Regions from separate parts of the Capra hircus genome. Here region 1 is linked to region 2. The links are chromatin contacts, called in public Hi-C maps. All regions are on one chromosome and are shown on one strand. The core of a region is the stretch at or near the end of the contact, and the rest is flanking DNA. Distances in the headings are between cores, read along the strand shown.

Region 1 (6,008 bases), core at 2,390-4,889, 450 kb before region 2:
CATACTATCTTGATGACTGTGGCTTTGTAGTAGAGCCTGAAGCCAGGCAGGTTGATTCCTCCAGTTCCATTCTTCTTTCTCAAGATTGCTTTGGCTATTCAGGGATTTTTGTATTTCCATACAAATTGTGAAATTACCTGTTCTAGTTCTGTGAAAAATACCATTGGTAGCTTGATAGGGATTGCATTGAATCTATAGATTGCTTTGGGTAGTATACTCATTTTCACTATATTGATTCTTGCGATCCATGAACATGGTATATTTCTCCATCTATTTGTGTCCTCTTTAATTTCTTTCACCAGTGTTTTATAATTTTCTATATATAAGTCTTTTGTTTCTTTAGGTAGATATATTCCTAAGCATTTTATTCTTTTCATTGCAATAGTGAATGGAATTGTTTCCTTAATTTCTCTTTCTGTTTTCTCATTGTTAGTGTATAGGAATGCAAGGGATTTCTGTGTGTTGATTTTATATCCTGCAACTTTACTATATTCATTGATTAGCTCTAGTAATTTTCTGGTGGAGTCTTTAGGGTTTTCTATGTGGAGGATCATGTCATCTACAAGCAGTGAAAGTTTTACTTCTTTTCCAATCTGGATTCCTTCTATTCTTTTTCTGCTCTGACTGCTGTGGCCAAAACTTCCAAAACTATGTTGAATAGTAGTGGCGAGAGTGGGCACCCTTGTCTTGTTCCTGTCTTTAGGGGAAATTCTTTTAAATTTTTCACCATTGAGGATAATGTTTGCTCTGGGTTTGTCACGTATAGCCTTTATTATGTTGAGGTATGTTCCTTCTATTCCTGCTTTCAGGAGGTTCTTTATCATAAATGGATGTTGAATTTTGTCAAAGGCTTTCTCTGCATCTATTGAGATAATCATATGGTTTTTATCTTCCGTTGTCATTAAATAGTCACCTCTGTGTGAACAGGTACCTTGTGTGTTTTGCCCACCATTTATTCCCAGCACCAAAATCAGTGACAGAAACAAAGTAGACACTCAGTAAACATTTGCTGGGGAATAGTTTCTAGTTTCTAGCTCATCAGCATCTCAATGGATCTCTTGTTTGCCTACGGCTCAACTAACATTCAGTAGCCAGTGCAGGGTGCTCTGGTATCAGTAGAGCCATCACAGAATGGAAGCAGGTAGTTGCCAACTTTTTCTGGACCTTTATATCTATATGATGTGCCCCAACATTGTACTGGCTTTGGGGGAGCTGCGCTACATTGTCACCCTATGTCAGTCATCTCAAACCATTAAATCTTTTTCATGAAGCAGCTGCTAAGCTCTGTCTTCCCATTCTGTAATGGCATTGCTAGGTTATTACATTTTTTGATCATTAGTTCAGAATTTCACATATATCCATACTAAATTAAGCCCAATGAAGGTCAGTATGATCTTTTGCTTGTGACAATGTCATTAATTTTTTAGTTCCCCCAGCTTTCTACCAACAACATAATCAATGAATCTGACTTTAGCCTTCCAGAAGTAAGGCTTTCTGCATCACTTATGTCCAGTCTCCCCAAATCCTAGCATAAGGCCTGGTGTTTAGAGCATACTCAGTTGAATGTTTACAGCATACTCAGGTAAATATTTATTGGACAACTTGAAAGACATATCTCATAGTTTTCAAGTTTTGATTAAAATGTTAAAAAAGGACAGAATATTTTAGCTTTCTTCCAGAGACATTCTTTTCTGGTCTCTATCTCTCAATGTGTATTAATCCAAATGTATTTGGATTCAGCTCATTTTTCTCCTTCATCTTTGTCATAAGGAAGGTTTCGGGGATATTTTTCTGTCATCGAGGTACACTGCACTGACACTATAGAAACAATTTCAGTGAAAGATGTGTTTAGATTGATATAACTTGATGTTAAGGAACTGTACTGGCTCTCAGTAACTGTCAGCTCCTCTTCCACAGGTTCCAGAGTTTCCTTTTCTGAGCAGCATGTCTGATTAGCCCTCTTGTAGACACTCCAGTAGGAGCAGAATTTCTGGGAGGCAATTGTGAATCTACATTGACTTTTCAGGTTGCTGCAGCAGATCAGGATGTGTTGCAGGATGGGACTTATAGGAGAGAAGCAGCTACTAAAACTCCAGATGGTATATTTTTAAAGTATTTATATTTATATTTTTAAAGTATTTATATTTATATTTTGGATGAGGTAAATTCTCATTTTGTTTAGAAAAGCCATCACATATCCATATACATTCAAACTATAGCCACTGACAATTATAAGTAGGCATGTCCTAGGTATACCTCTAGGGATGCCACTATGCCCTGTTTAAGCAGGAGGATAATTTCTGGCACAATGCTCATCCTAGGTTTGGTCCAAGAGTACGCTGAATGGAGGAGGTAGGAAACAGGAGCTGGAGATTACTGTGCTCCACTCACATCCCCTGCTAGGGCCATCTGAGTTGAGTATGTTGGTTACATTAGCATTATTTTTTCCTCTATGCTATAGTAATGACTCTGGAATACTATGAAGGACCTTTCTTAGATTTCAATGTCCTCTAAAACCAAAGAGCATATGGAACAGACCAAACCCTTAGCCTCTTTCAACATAAAATGGAATGATCTTTCTGACTTGAGTGGCTTCCCCCAAACCCATGGCATAAAGAGCCACATTTCGTTGAAATCCACAGGACGTTTAGTAACAACCATGGCGTCTCCTGCATGATTTATGGCTACCTGTTCTCTGTGGGTTTTGGCAGGAAGAAGGGAATTCAGATTTGGCTATATATGGTCCACTTCAACAGGCTTGTTGCATCATTTTGGTCACGCTAATTTGAGGAGGCTGTCACTTTCCTCGAGACGGTGTCAGTATGATTACTATCACATCTCTATTCCATAGTCTGTAAATTAGGAATGGATAAGAATGCAGACAGTTCACAGACATGTTATTTTTTCTCATTTTTCTTTCTCTTTCAGGCACTCTTAAATGGCTTACGAAAATTGTTGCCAAACTTTATTTTTTGCTTCATAAGGCATAAGAGAGTTTCTCCATCCCACCTACCTGCGTCCCCTGTTTCTCACCCTTCTTTTTCTTTCTCTCTCTCTCTTTAGAAAATGCTCAGAAAAGCATGAATATCACAGGGTCAGAATATCATTACAAAGTACATTACCACTATAATGAACTAAATGGTACCTCAGTGTCTTAAAGAGTCTCTGCCTTGTCATACGTGTTGAACTGATTGCTGGAAAATACTAAACTGTAGGGAAGATTTTAATTCATAGCCCTTCTGGGGACAAGGAGGGCTCAGTGATTAAAAAAAAAAAAAATCTGCCTGCAATGCAGGAGATGGGGATTTGATTCTTGGGTCGGGATGATCCCCTGGAGGAGGCCATGGCAACCCACTCCAATATTCTTGCCAGGAAAATCCCATGGACATAGCAACCTGGCAGATTACAGTCCATAGGGTGGCAAAGAGTCAGACACAGATGAACCGACTGAGCACAAACACACACTGGGGCCAAGGAAAGAGTCTGGCTTATTTGAAGTGCATTGAGCTTAATGATATCAAGTACCTCCCTCGAAGAGTACTATTTGAATAAAAAGAATGGATAGTAGTAATAGCCCTATAAACATTTGCTGACATGCATTTATGGATTCAGTGAAGACATCTTACTTTCACCGCTTCCCTCTTTCTCCACCAGATGGCAGAAGAAGGGCCAATACGAGATGTACCAAAGGCAGGAAATAAACTGTGATATGTATTGCTGTGATTTTATTTTTATTATATGTCCTTGATGGAAATATCTGGAAATGAAGAAAAGGTTGTAGAGAACTGAGGTGAATCTTAGAATTTAGGTTGGAGATGACAAATTAAGCCAGGGATTACAGACCAAAGGATATATTAATCCTCTTTGTGGTATCCTGATGAAATGGCTACTGGGGACAGGAGAATGACTCAATGGGCTCACCCATTCTCCCTTTGTATTTGGAAATATAATAAGAAAGACAAGAGGATATGAGAAATGCTCATCTATCCAGTACTGTAATGGCTCCAGGTCTTACAGGAATTACATTTTCTACTCCTATTTACTGTCACTTTTGAAGCTAAACCCTTAAAATCTATCTCCCTGGATAGTTAAAATGTATGAGGAAATAAAAAGGGTTAGCTGGGGACCCGAGGGCCATCAGCCAATAAAAAGAAGAGCCTGCATTCTTACAGCCAGTAAATGTTTAACATCTTGGCACTGTCAAGGGTTGCCCAAGTTTATTTACCAAGTTCTTAAATAGACTGGGGAAAATACTTTATTATTCCTGTATAAATGGATTTAAAAGGGGAAATTTGTAAAAGACAGCGTGCTTCAGTCAGAAAACAATGCCATTCCCCTTTACTCTCCTCCATATCAAACACCGACAGCATTTCTCATGATTTACACAGTCTGTCTTTTGAGATAAACGTCCATTAGATTACAGCTGAGAGAGAAAGGGAGTGAATTGTAAAACAAAATTGTTTTGAGAATATTCTTTTCAGGTAATAACCTGCATGGTAGGAGTGGAAAATTAATTTTAAGACAGTGGATCAGAGATATTTTTTATCCATATTTGTGAAGAATATTTTAAGAAGCACACACATATTTATGATACTTTTTTTGCACAGCCACTCTGTTTTCTGAGACTTTGGCTTTAACCTTCTCTAGTCACCATAGCAACAAAGATACAAAAACAACATCCACACTAAGAGCTGAATATATGAGGTAGAATTTCCAATGATACACACAGAATGTATATTTGACCTAAGCATTACAAAAAGAGATTAATGTAATCTTAAACATAGTAAATTGTCTGAGTGAGTCATAAAATGGAAATAGTGTATATGGCTAGGAAAATGCAGTCTCATAAACGATCTGAAGAAAAATAGTCTTGGATTCCCCTTCTCTCCAGAAACTCCCTCTTGCCTTCTCCCTTCTCGCTTCCTGATGTAAAAGAATGTCATGGGGAAACTTGAAGAAAATCATTCTAAGGCTTTATTTTTCTTCTTTCTAAAGTCTAAGTCTATTTTCTGAAATAAATTATTTATTTTTAGACAAATCATAAACCTGTAATCTGAGACACAGGTCTTACGAAAACACTTCAGCACTTCCAATTCCTGGCTGTAAATTGCTTTCCTAAAAGCCCTTCTAAATGTTCACTCTGCATTCTGAAAGAAGAAAACAGATGCTGAAATTTCACCCTGATAAGCTCTGACTACTGTCTAGGGTGCTTCTCACACAGAATCCGTGAAAGCAGGGGGATGCATAGATTCTACAGTGGAATAAAGGCTAGACCCACGCTCACAGTTCTGCCCTGGACTTTGAGTAGCATCTTGAAAGGAACCAAAAAGAGGTCCTGCTCTCGCTGTGACAAGGGTAACACCAGCAGTGAGATGAATGAGCACTGGGGAGTTTTGGGGCAAGGCTGAAGAGCCACGGGAGAGAAGCAGGGAAGTGTGACCATCACAGACACAAAGAGAAGGGCAGCAGGGAGCCTCACACAGATGCTAAATAAACGCTCTTGGATATGATTGAGTGATCAAAGTGCGGTGTTCGTGTCAGGCAGTCTTAGCATCATCACCTACGGATGCCTTTGGCAAGCTAGATCCTGACTTATTTGGGGGGTTGGACTGTTGAAGGGATGTTGTGCCCTTGGGCTCACTGTGAATGGGCAGCCATTCCTCTTGATGGAGCCACACTCCTCTGGTTTTGGAAGCCTGTGTTGAGCACCTGCCCTGTGAAGAGCTGTCTCAGGTGTATTTTTCAGACTCCATGGGAGTTGCTACAACCTAGCTCTTCAGTTTTCTTATGTCTAAAATGAGATACAAGTCCAGCAGTAATAAGTAACTTACGTAAGTAACATTTAAGTACAAAAATCTAACTCATAATACTGCATGGTGGTAAAGAAACAAATGTAAGCAGCTGTTGTAAAACTTTAAGGCCCTTTTCATCAGAATGTTCTTCTGCTAGCATCCATCAAGGAGGTGGCATAGCAGAGTAGGGAGAATGTTGGCCTGAGAGGCCAGAGA
Region 2 (6,016 bases), core at 2,117-4,616:
CGCCCGAGCAGCAGTGAACACCCAGCACGGCCAAAAATAAATAAATAATTTACAGAAAACCCAGCTTCCAGCCAGTCATTGCTTTGAAATCCATGGCAGCTCCTCCCTAAGGTAGAGATTCCATCAGAGTCATTCGGAGTGCCCCACCCCAGCCTCGTCTTCTCACTCTGTGACTCCCAGTCCACTCTCTCAAACTCTTGCCCATGCCTCAATATTCCTGGCTCTACAGCCCCTTCCAAGCTGGAGGTAGTCGCTCCTCCCCCAACGCTCTCTCCTGGATTTTAGCGCTGTCACTTTTTATTGGCTTTATTTATGAGTCCACCTCGCCTCCAGGATCCTGGCCCTCAGCCCGTTGTGTCTGGTGCCTGGCGGTGCCATGGAGCCGGTCCTGGAGCCCAGGGGTCCGCTCCTGAGCACCCGTTCTTAGCTGAGGGATGGAGGCAACTTACTCCCCACTCCACTGGCCAGTGTGCACTAGCCAGGCCTCCAAGGGGCAAGGCTGTAACATGTGCTACCCTGAGAACGTTGCTCTCTGACCTTTCCTCCCAATTCCCCCATCAATCAAAACATGATTTCCAAGGAGCGCTGGCTTTTCCAGCCCGAGGGCAGCCATAGAACACAGCTTGCTTTCTGGCCGGGCGTCTGACACATCCTTTCCACTAGTCCACCTCATCCTGTAAGACTCAGTCCATTTGTTCCTTCTGGAAGCTTTTCGTGATACTCATCAACCACCCACTTCAACAACCCAGGCACACATGACCCCTCCTTCTGTCCCTCTGTATCCTGTGTGCTTGATTCCAAAAGCCATTGGCGGCCCCTCCCTGGCTAGAAGCTCCTTAGAGGCAGATGCCAGGTCGTGTTCATATCTGTGGCCCCAGCATCTGACAGGCAATACTCATTTGTTGAATGAAAAAGTGGACAGATGAATGAATGAATGAATGCCCCTTCTGTCTTCCTCTTTCACCAAGTTTTCCCTTTCCTTTGCAATTACATGTGGGTCCAGGGTTGTTTTGTCCACTAACTGTGATCATAGAGAAGTGACTTCATGTTCCTGGGACTCAGTGTCCCCTCTGGAAGTGGAAAGGGGTGGGGTAGAGCCAGAGGCTTTGTAGGAAGCCCCCTCCCCTCGATCCTTTGTAAGGTGATTCTGTTGTGTGACTCTGTAGGTGTCAGCACTCCTGGGTTAGAAGAACCTCCCAAGGCCACGCCCTCTGCCCTGAGATTCCTCCCAGGAACTCTGGTATCCAATTGGTCACGTTGTCCTCTCAACTCTATAGCTTTCAAGCCTTCAAATCCCCTACACCTGCCCCAGAAGGGCTTCCCTGGTGGCTCAGATGGTACAGAAGCTGTCTGCAATGTGGCCAACCCAGGTTTGATCCCTGGATCGTGAAGATCCCTTGGAGAAGGGAATGGCAACCCACTTCAGCATTCTGGCCTGGAGAATTCCATGGAAGAGGAGCCCGGCAGGCTACAGTCCAGGGGGTCACAAAGAGTCGGACACGACTGAGTGACAAACACTTTCACCCCGCCCCCCCCTTACACCTTTTCCTTAAACCACAGCTTGAATCCCTTCTCCATTTTCTCCCACGTGGACTCTAAGTCACTGCCCCCAGGACCTCCTGTCTCGTTCAAGTCCATCTTCTGCACAGCCCCAGACCACCAGCCCCAGAGCCTGGGCCCCAGGCCACCTGATCTGGGGGCAGAGGCTTCTGCAGGAGCCTGCAAGGTCTAGATTTCCTGTTGGAACCCAAAGTCCTCAACATCAACTGTTTCCTTCCACAAGGCTGTGTGATTCTACCTCCCGTGTTTTTCTCCAACTCCCAGCATCTGCCGTTTGTACTTTCTGTTCAAACACCCTCTTCCTAATCCACAGGGGACAAATTTGGCTAGTAGGAGGGACTTTCAGCTTCTCAGCACCTGCGAATCCATCTGTATTTGCCTCCACCTTCACTCTTTCCTGCCCTTTCCCTGAGACCTGATTCCTCCCCCCGCGTTGTGGTCCAGAACAAACCTGACTCCATACTGGATCTGTTCCTTTAGCTCTAACCTTTGTGCTCCGTTGCCTGTGCTTAGTCAGGCTGGACCTTTTGTCCATAAGATGTTGCTGATAGCCTGAAATACACATGACAGCCCACTGTCAAGGCTCTGACCTTTAAAGGTATGACATTTTTCCATTCATACAAAGATAAGAAGTGGCAGAACAGAGAATACCATTTGTCTTGTTGGAGGTTTATAGGAACACAGTGACCAGACCTACATGGACAACTGTAAGAACAAAGGATTCAGGTACCAAGAAGTTTGCAAGAACCAGCCACAACCCCTCCCCTTTTAGTATAAAAGAAGCCTGACTTCTAACTCAGGTAGCATGGTTCCTCGGACAATAGTTCACCATCTTCTCCATTGTGCTGGCTTTCTGAATAAAGCCGCCTTTCCTCGCCCTAACAATTCATCTCTCGATTCATTGATCTGTGTGGGCAGCAGTACAGGCTTGGACTCGGTCATAAAACGACTCTCGCTCTCTTCAGCTGCAATGGACAAGGTGGGCTAAAGGCTGTAACGACTCCCCCACCCCCCTACGATGTCTGAGGCTCAGCACAGTTTGCAGTCCTCCCCACGCCCTCACCGCCCTCCCCCTTCTTGGGGCTGCACACTCAGAGAGCGTGGAAGATCCCCTGGGGCCACACCTACAGGTGTCACACATCCCTTCTGCTTGCCATCCATGGGCAAGGCAAGGCGCATGTTACAGCAGGGAGGTGGGAAGGTAGTCTGGCTGTGCCCCGAAAGAAGAGGAAAACGTGGGCATGATGAACACAAGCATCTCCACCAGCTAGCCCCCAGGCCATAGGCGAGGCTGGCTAGAGGAAATCTCCACCTGGATTCCCTACAAGTTCCCCACTCCACACATTCAAAACTGAGCTCTGTAAGGTTCCCAGACTGGTTCTGCCTTCTTATTCCCATCCAGGGGGTGGTGCGATCACTCACCCTTCCAATTCCCTGACCTCGAGGCTCCTACACTCTTCCCCCACCACTGGTGTGTTCCTTAGACTTCTCTCCTGCACCTGATCTATTTCAGCGGTTGAATAACAGATTTCTCTGTGTATAGGCCATCTCGCCTCGATTTTTTTCTAAAAGGTACCTTACAGTGTGTTCCTTGCTGCTATTCCTTAGCGTGATTATGGGAGCCTCTCCCACAATTCAAAGGCTAGAGGAGACCTAGAGGCTAGAGCCCACCCTCTCCTGCCTCACACCCCACCAGCCTGCACTTCAGTTAGAGGAAATCAGCCTCAAGTTGCCACTCCTCTCAACACGCTCACAAGATGCCTCCAACACTGCTGCCCGCTCCCTCTTGGCAACTTGTCCTATTAATAGAAGGCACAGCTCAAGTATCACATTCCCAGGGAGCCCTCGAGGTCCTCCCCAGATGGAGTTGAGCACCACCTCCACGTAGATTACAGTTGGTCACTAACAGAGTGGACTCAACCACGTGGACGAGCTTAACATCGTGTCCTTCATCTACAGTACAAGTAAAATTTTTACATGCTAATAAACTCAATTTGAAACCTTGGGAGGTGGTTCTTTCTTCCTTCCTTCCTTTCTCTTTCTTTCTTTCTTTCCCTCCCTCCTTCCCTTCCATCTTTTATTGTGAGACAGATTTATCACTCCCATGGAATTTTAAGAATTCAAAGTATACAGCAATAATTATTTCTTCCAAAATTCAAAGTCAGTTCAGTTCAGTTCAGTCGCTCAGTCGTGTCCGACTCTTTGCGACCCCATGAATCTCAGCACCCCAGGCCTCCCTGTCCATCACCAACTCCCGCAGTTCACTCAGACTCACATCCATCGAGTTGGTGATGCCATCCAGCCATCTCATCCTCGGTCGTCCCCTTCTCCTCCTGCCCCTAATCCCTCCCAGCATCAGAGTCTTTTCCAATGAGTCAACTCTGCATGAGGTGGCCAAAGTACTGGAGTTTCAGCTTTAGCATCATTCCTTCCAAAGAACACCCAGGACTGATCTCCTTTAGAATGGACTGGTTGGATCTCCTTGCAGTAAAGTATACTACAGTAATTATTCCTATGGGGAAAAGGAAAATAAACAGAATTCCAAACTGTTGACAAGGAAACAGAGGAAAGATCTGTACTAGTTAGGGATCCTCTAGTTTTCCAAGTGGTGCTAGCGGTAAAGAATCCACCTGCCAATACAGGAGATGCAAGAGACCCGGGTTCGATCCCTGGGTCGGGAAGATCCTCTGGAGAAGGAAATGGCAACCCATTCCAGGATTCTTGCCTGGAGAATTCCACGGACAGAGGAGCCTGGGGGGCTACAGTCCATGGGGTTGCAAAGAGTTGGACACAACTGAGTGACTGAACCCTTTCACTTTGACTTTCCCAATTTCTGTACCTTTTCTTCCCTTTCCTTTTTATTGAAAAACTAGACTCATTCTTTCCTGAGCCCACCTTTTTCTTGAAAGTCTTCATCAAACATAGTAACAGGTTACTAACTTTCTGACCCTTCAGAAATACAGGCTCCCTGGGCACCTGGGTGGCTACAGGCACCAGTTTTACAAAATGCGTTACCACTTCCAGGATGGGTCTCAACCTCTCATACCTCCAACGATTTTATCACTGGCTGCCGTCGATGCCACCATCAACATTTCTGTTCTGACGGCAACACCCGAGTTCAGCATCATTTCTGTGTCAGCCTCGGGTCAGCCCCCGAGACAAGCAGATTCTCAGATCTCTGAAGGCTGACACACTCCAGGCTGGTTCCAGGTTAGTGGGGGAGGACACTCAGTCATTCACACACCCAGGCTGACAGAGGCTCTGTCTCACCCAAGGGCCCCAGATCTTCCCCACTGGGTCAGTGGAACAAGCATGGCAGATTGTGATTTTTTTTTTTTTTTAATGGCACATCACGCAGGATCTTAATGCCCGGACCTGGAATCGGACCTGTACTCCTTACTGGGGAAGTGCCAAATCTTAACCACTGGACCACCAGGGAAGTCCTCAGACTGGTTTTCTTACGGCCGAGTGTTCATCACTTCAGCTCTCAATCCGTTGGCTAAAACTGAGTTCCAGGTGGCACCGAATTTCAAAGGGCTGGGAGGTATGATTCAGCTGTGTGTCCAAGTAGGGAGGAAATGGTTTCTAGGGAGACCAGCTTCTACCAGCTTGCCTGGGACTTTCCTGGTTGTAGCACTGAAAGTCCCACTTCCAGGAATCACTCTCAATTCCCCAGCAAACCAGGACAGTGGGTCAGTCTGTCTCCATCTCTCTCTCCCCTTAAGGAGAGAAACACAGACTTCTGTTTTCTTGGTCCCCTAGTCTGCATTGCGGAGAAGGCAATGGCACCCACTCCAGTGCTCTTGCCTGGCAAATCCCATGGATGGAGGAGCCTGGGAGGCTGCAGTCCATGGGGTCACTAAGAGTCGGACACGACTGAGCGACTTCACTTTCATTTTTCACTTTTCACTTTCATGCATTGGAGAAGGAAATGGCAACCCACTCTAGTGTTCTTGCCTGGAGAATCCCAGGGACGGGGGAGCCTGCTGGGCTGCCATCTATGGGGTCGCACGGAGTTGGACACGACTGAAGTGACTTAGCAGCAGCAGCAGTCTGCATTGACTGCAGACCACTACCCAGACATGCTTGAGTATACCTGACACAATAGGGCAGATTGTTTTACTGAAATACAAGTTATTCCTGGAAACTGTGAAGCATGTATGATATAACGCTGTAGTACACACATCCACTAACATCTTTGTCCTTAAATGAGTCAGTTGTAAACTGTAGTGGAGGGGTCATACTCCCCTGAGGAATCGCTACCAATTTAACAACAGTTCCTAAAAGAACTCCCAGAAATATTTTTGCCGAAGGATTCATATGAAAAGAGAAGAGTGATTCAGGTATTTTGTCACATAAGGCAAATTTCTTCAGAAAACAAAGTACCCCATATCTCTAACAGGTGGTATTTGGGCTGCCCTTTAGGGCTGAGACTCTGTACTCCTTTCCAGTATAA

The links. A called contact is a pair of places that touch in the nucleus more often than the background predicts.
Region 1: a Hi-C map of blood shows a contact between it and region 2, with 5 times the contacts expected there. The contact joins two enhancer-like sites. A contact is called at or near these places in 2 of 5 Hi-C or Micro-C datasets (both in blood).

Annotation. Positions count from the first base shown.
Region 1 is chr12:72,318,677-72,324,684 of ARS1.2, reverse strand. No RefSeq gene overlaps it. Among named protein-coding and RNA genes, the nearest start is that of LACC1, 150 kb to the left of the region's middle. Within about 2 kb of position 3,639, at least 1 of the 5 cell types and tissues checked has an H3K27ac peak or open chromatin away from gene starts, as enhancers often do.
Region 2 is chr12:71,871,316-71,877,331 of ARS1.2, reverse strand. No RefSeq gene overlaps it. Among named protein-coding and RNA genes, the nearest start is that of TSC22D1, 130 kb to the right of the region's middle. Within about 2 kb of position 3,366, at least 1 of the 5 cell types and tissues checked has an H3K27ac peak or open chromatin away from gene starts, as enhancers often do.